Regions from separate parts of the Sus scrofa genome. Here region 1 is linked to region 2. A link is a contact called in public HiChIP or PLAC-seq data. All regions are on one chromosome and are shown on one strand. Each heading gives the region's core, a stretch centred on a gene start, on an enhancer-like site or on the middle of the called end of the contact. The rest is flanking DNA. Distances are from core to core; before and after follow the strand shown.

The links. HiChIP or PLAC-seq counts read pairs in DNA pulled down with a chosen protein or histone mark.
Region 1: an H3K27ac HiChIP or PLAC-seq map of alveolar macrophages shows a contact between it and region 2. The contact joins the promoter of GOLGB1 here to the promoter of CD86 in region 2. A contact is called at or near these places in 1 of 47 Hi-C or Micro-C datasets (embryonic fibroblasts) and 1 of 2 datasets of contacts at active chromatin or transcription factors (alveolar macrophages).

Annotation. Positions count from the first base shown.
Region 1 is chr13:138,753,501-138,756,200 of Sscrofa11.1, reverse strand. GOLGB1 (golgin subfamily B member 1) reads right to left here and starts at 1,398. Exons shown (of 23, transcript XM_021070274.1): 1 at 1,368-1,398.
Region 2 is chr13:138,463,357-138,466,056 of Sscrofa11.1, reverse strand. CD86 (CD86 molecule) reads left to right here and starts at 1,316. Exons shown (of 6, transcript NM_214222.1): 1 at 1,316-1,361. The coding sequence starts at 1,316.

The DNA.
Region 1 (2,700 bases), core at 149-2,648, 290 kb before region 2:
AGTATTTAGAGGATAGTTGCTCAAATATGTATTACTGATAGTGCAATTAAAAATACTTGGAAAGTACTGATGTACTCGAACAAATTTAACAAGCAAAGAGGAAAGCATCAAATGGTCATTCCATGGTCAAAGAATAAAACGTAAAAGCTGTGAAACAGTCAGTGTACAATGTCTGCAATTTTTGAATTCTCTTCAACTCTTCCCTATATCTATTCCATGACCATATCCTGTCACTTCCAAAAGAACACTTACTGATTTTGACAGTTCATAATCATTCTGATCATCCAAATTTAATTACTTCGTGCTTCTGAAAAGGCCTCCAGCCTTTCTGTAGTGAGCTCTCTAGTGCTATCTTGCACAAAACTGTGAGATTCTTTAAAAGCTCGGAAAGCTTCCAACTGTTTCCAAAAGTGAAAGTACTTATCCAGCGATCTTTAAATATCTCTGCCCTACTCTTAAATTGTCTTCTCCCCACAGACCAACTGAAACTCTTCAAGTCAGACAAATATATTCCTCATTTGTCGAGGGGGGTTATCTACCCCTAACACTCCTACACACCAACCTGTTATGCAGAATAAACATCCTCCATTTTCAAATCAAATTCTTTTTCCTCCAGAACTTTCTTCAGGGTTCCCTTTCCTCTAATAACCTCCCTCCGATTCCTGGGATTTTAGTCTTAATGGGATTGCAAGGATCATCCCTCTCTCTGAACCTCCCCAGCAACTCAGTAGCAGGATCCAGGATCCTTCGACAGACCCACATTTGCGTTAATAGCGCCAATGTTTCTGTGATCTCCGCCCTCAAGACCTTGGATTTGTTTGGCTCCCGCCTCCCCTTCCAGACACTAAGTTTGTTTAGGGCCTGACCGCAGAGGGGCCGGGCAGGTTCTCTCCGACGTCGGCTGCTGCGTACACAGGTCGGCCTGAGCAGGCTGCTTAGGGAACGAGGCTGTGCGGACAGGGCTGACCCGAGCGCCTTTCTCCGCCTATCCCAGAGGAGAAAAGTCCAAAGGAGGGGGCGGACAGTGCATATGTGCCTGGAGGCCGTGTAGGGCGACCCTGAAACCATCCGGCGGCGCCAGCCGGCGAGTAAACAATTGGAACCAGGCCCTGTAGATGAAGGAAGGTGGATTAAAGGGCCGGATCCAGGACTAAATCAGGAGAGGCGGGACAGGGAGGGGACCCGAGTGTGGCTGCTTCGGCAGACCTGCGGGCCTTGTGGTGGGGGTGACCGTTACAAGGCTCAAGGAAGGGAGGAGTTGGGGAGTATCCCCCACTCACCTGGAAGAGGTTGTTGCCGGAGGCTCCAGCTGCCCCCCTCCCAAATTTAAGCCACGTCAGCTCGGGAATCCCGTACACGACACCCACCTCCGCCGCGCCCCGCTGCCGGACTCAACCACTCGCTGTTGGGACGGAAACTGGGATTAGGATATGGACCAATCAGGGCTATTGACAGGGCGTTACCAGGGAGACCAGGCACGCCTTGTTTGTACCTAACCCGTCAACAATGACCGAGACCAATCAAAGTCAGGAAATGCTCCGCTTCCTCAAAGAAACAGCCAATAGACTCTAAAGAGTGGAGGAGGGGTGGAGTCAGACCCGAGAAAGTGTTCCGGAAGAAAATTTGGGGAAGAGCCGGAAATGCCGGGAGGGCGGGCCTTCTTGGTAAGGTCAGGTGTTTCCAAAGTAAAGTGGCTGCGCTTATTGCTTCTGATACCTCCGCGGGGTTGGTCAAAACTGATCGACATTGTAGCTTGGGCTTTCGCGGAGACTCTGCACTGCAGAAACCAGCTGCCATTAGGATTGCTAAATGAGCTGTGAGGAGGGTATAAGAATGTGGGTTTTGGAGTTCCCGTCGTGGCGCAGTGGTTAACGAATCCGACTAGGAACCATGAGGTTGCGGGTTCGGTCCCTGCCCTTGCTCAGTGGGTTAATGATCTGGCGTTGCCGTGAGCTGTGGTGTAGGTTGCAGACACGGCTCGGATCCCGCGTTGCTGTGGCTCTGGCGTAGGCCGGTGGCTACAGCTCCGATTCAACCCCTAGCCTGGGAACCTCCATATGCCGCGGGAGCGGCCCAAGAAATAGCAACAACAACAACAGACAAAAAGACAAAAGACAAAAAAAAAAAAAAAGAATGTGGGTTTTGCTCTTAGAGTCATAAAATATTAGACCGGAAAGTAGGACATCTAATATGACTTTTTCATTTTACTGATGAAAAATGAGAACCAGATTAAAGTGACTTTCACAAACAGCGACTTACTAATGTGACTCGGACTAGGTAGAACTTGGCATCTGTATGAAAGGATCAGAGATGTTTCTAAGGATTTGAGTTAGAGGGAAAGTAGTGAATACCAGAGAATGCCTTTTAATAAGTGGTGTCAGAACTGGCCCTTAAGCAGGTGAGGGTTGAGGGCTCTGGTACTGGGACAGGAGTCAGTGAGGTGCTCCAGTAACAGTCACAGAGCCTCTAAGGAAAGGAATAAAAGTAGCCAGCTCCTGTGATATCAGGGACTCCCTTGACAATTAGTATTATTTGAATTTATTGAGACTTACTGTGTGTCAGGCACTCAGCCCACCCTATGCATCCTCGTGCTAATGTTTATTACATAAATCTTTGTGGATCAAACATCAGTAAGGCATTTTCTGGTGACCATCTAAATTGTAGTCCCCTGTAATTAGTGTGTACTGTTCTTGGACTTGG
Region 2 (2,700 bases), core at 67-2,566:
GGAGCCACATCTGCAACCTATACCACAGTTCACAGCAATGCCAGATCCTTAACCCACTGAGTGAGGCCAGGGATTGAACCCACGACTTCATGGTTCCTAGTCGGATTTGTTTCCACTGCACCACCACGGGAACTCCCAGGACTGGTTTGTTTTTAATCTCATGCCAGATCTATAAATTAACTCACCCATCAGCTTTTCCTTTTCACTCTGTTAAAAAGCTACAAGCCAAACTTGTGATCCACATTGAGCAAGGTGGGTAGATTTCTGTGGCAAATATTTAGCACCGGCCTTGCACTAGGCTCTGTTTTGTGTCCCTTCATTTGGTTTGTAATGTTGATCATCTTTCCTATTCTGTGCTTCTCCGTAAGGCACTCTATGGCCTTTTTGGTCTAAGTCAGAGTAAGTGGATGAATGAAGAAAGATGGAGGGCAAGAGAAGAAAGAGAGGATGGAGGTTACAAAGCAATGCCCATCATTTTCCTTGGCTCCATCACATGGATTAAGTGAACCATCTGGTGCAGTGGTTCTCCAAGTGGGGTCTTGGGCCAGTGCCATCATTATCCCCTGTGAGTTTGTCAGACATGAGTTTTACTGACGCTACGAAATCGGAATTCTGTGGACAAGGCCCAGGAAATTGCTTTCACATGCCTTCCCAAGATGATTTTTGAGCACATTAGTTTGAAAATTTCAGGAATGTCAAAAAAAAAGTTTATTTCTATGCATAAATACTACAGGTTGGCTCTGTAGTTCAGGGGTTAGAGTACCAGTCTTGAAAACACAAATATTTTCAGTGTGGCCCCCACCCCTTGCTCATTGACTAGTTAAGATAAATAATGCTACAAACTGCAGTAAATAACCCATCAAAGTTTATAAGCTTAACACAATAAAAGTTTTTTTTTTTTTTTTGTGGGGCGGTGTCAAGAGCTGCTTTATTAATTTCTTCAGCAAACTAGCTTTGCCATCTTCTAAGCCCCTGGACCCCTCCTCTGGGTCTGTTGCACCCAAGAAAGCAGGGAGAGGAGGCAAGAGGGAGGAGGCCTTAGCCTGGGATCTGGAAATAACACCCATCATCTCTGCTCACAATCTGACTGGCCAAAACTCAGTCACATGGCCCACCAAACTTCCAGCAGGGTGGGGGTAGTTCTAGGAAGTAGGGCGTGTCTGTGGGGCCAGAAGGAAAAGAAAATGGGTTTGGTGAGTACAGAGTACGATCTCTGCCACACCCGTGGACCTCAGTGAATTTGAGACTCCATTTGTCCTATTTTGGTTTCGGTTTCATTTCCTAATCAAGGTTTTCTTTTTTTACCTCCAGCACTATGGGACTGAGAAACATTCTCGTTGGGATGGTCCTCCTGCTCTCTGGTAAGCACTCTTTGGCTTTGTAAAATCCTAGAATCCTCCCACTGTCTCCCGACCAGCCTGACTTGCAAGCTGGGGGCTTGAGACTTGGTGGGTTTTACTCGTTTTCCTCCCTTGCTACCATTCACAACACCACACCCAAGAAAGACCTTTCTGGGGAAGGAAGCATGGCGACTGAGAACGAGTATCTCGGCTGATGGCAGGCCCGACCTGAGAGGGAGTCCTACCCCTTCTGTGCGTCCTCCTCCTCTGACAGCTCACACCCGTGCTTCTGGATGCACCAAGGAGGGTAGACGGGCCTGTCTGGGGTGCCTGGGGAGCTGGGGGAAGGCCCCTACTCTGATATGCCTGAGGTTTCTTCTGCTCCTCTGCGCCCATTTCTGACATTCTCGGGCTTTTAGGAAATAGCTGACGGGCTTCTAAAAGTTTCCTTCCAGTAGGGACCAGTGGTTTCCTTGTTCCCTACCTTCCCCCTCCTCCCTGTTGCCCTCTCCACCAGCCTGTGCCTATAGATGATAGATGGCACTGCTTCCTGGGAGGATCAAGAAACCCAGCCCTGCTACCACCTGCTCTGTGACCCTCAGCTAATCACATTGGCTGATTTACATGAAGCCAAGGGGCTCCTCATTTGCTTAGCTGTTTCCAAGCCCTTCTAGGACCCCAGGTGGGACCCTAACAGTGTGGCCACGTGTCTCAAGCCTTGGTAATATTTTCATACGGAAGTTGTTTTAACCGCAAGTAGTTAAGGCCACTGTCTCTCTCCACTGCGACATTTCTCTCCATCGCATTCTCCCCGTTAAGTGACCAAGTTGTGGCCATGGGCATTTTATTTTGCGTTCTGGATTCTTTTTTCTTAAAAGAGACTTTCCCACCGAAAGATATTTTAGAAGTGTCAGGCCTCACAAAACTCAGATCTTCCCTGTTTGCTGCTTTTGTCTAAGTTTCAGTTTCTTCACCTGTAAACTGGGGTTAGTCAAGGTTCCTGCCACTCATCCTCTGACTGGGAGCCTTTAGTTTTTCCCGGCTCACCCCTCCTGCTGCTTGGCTTTCCCTACCCTCAGCACTGAGAGGTAAGGTACCTGGTCTGGTCCAGGTGTGCAGCAAATGGGGAGGGGAGCCGAGCCTACAGCAGTGCACTGACAGCCCCTGACTAACTAGCCGGGCCATGACTTCACCTCCCCCTGATGGCCACACACCAAACCCTTGGCCACTGTTCTCATCCCTGCTGTGGGTGACAGGAGTCAGGACACTCCCTCAGATCGATGCTGGCTGGGACAGGCCTTTTGTGATGTGTTTTCTGCTTAGCACCATGGAGCTTGTTGAATCTGTGCTATAGATGTGC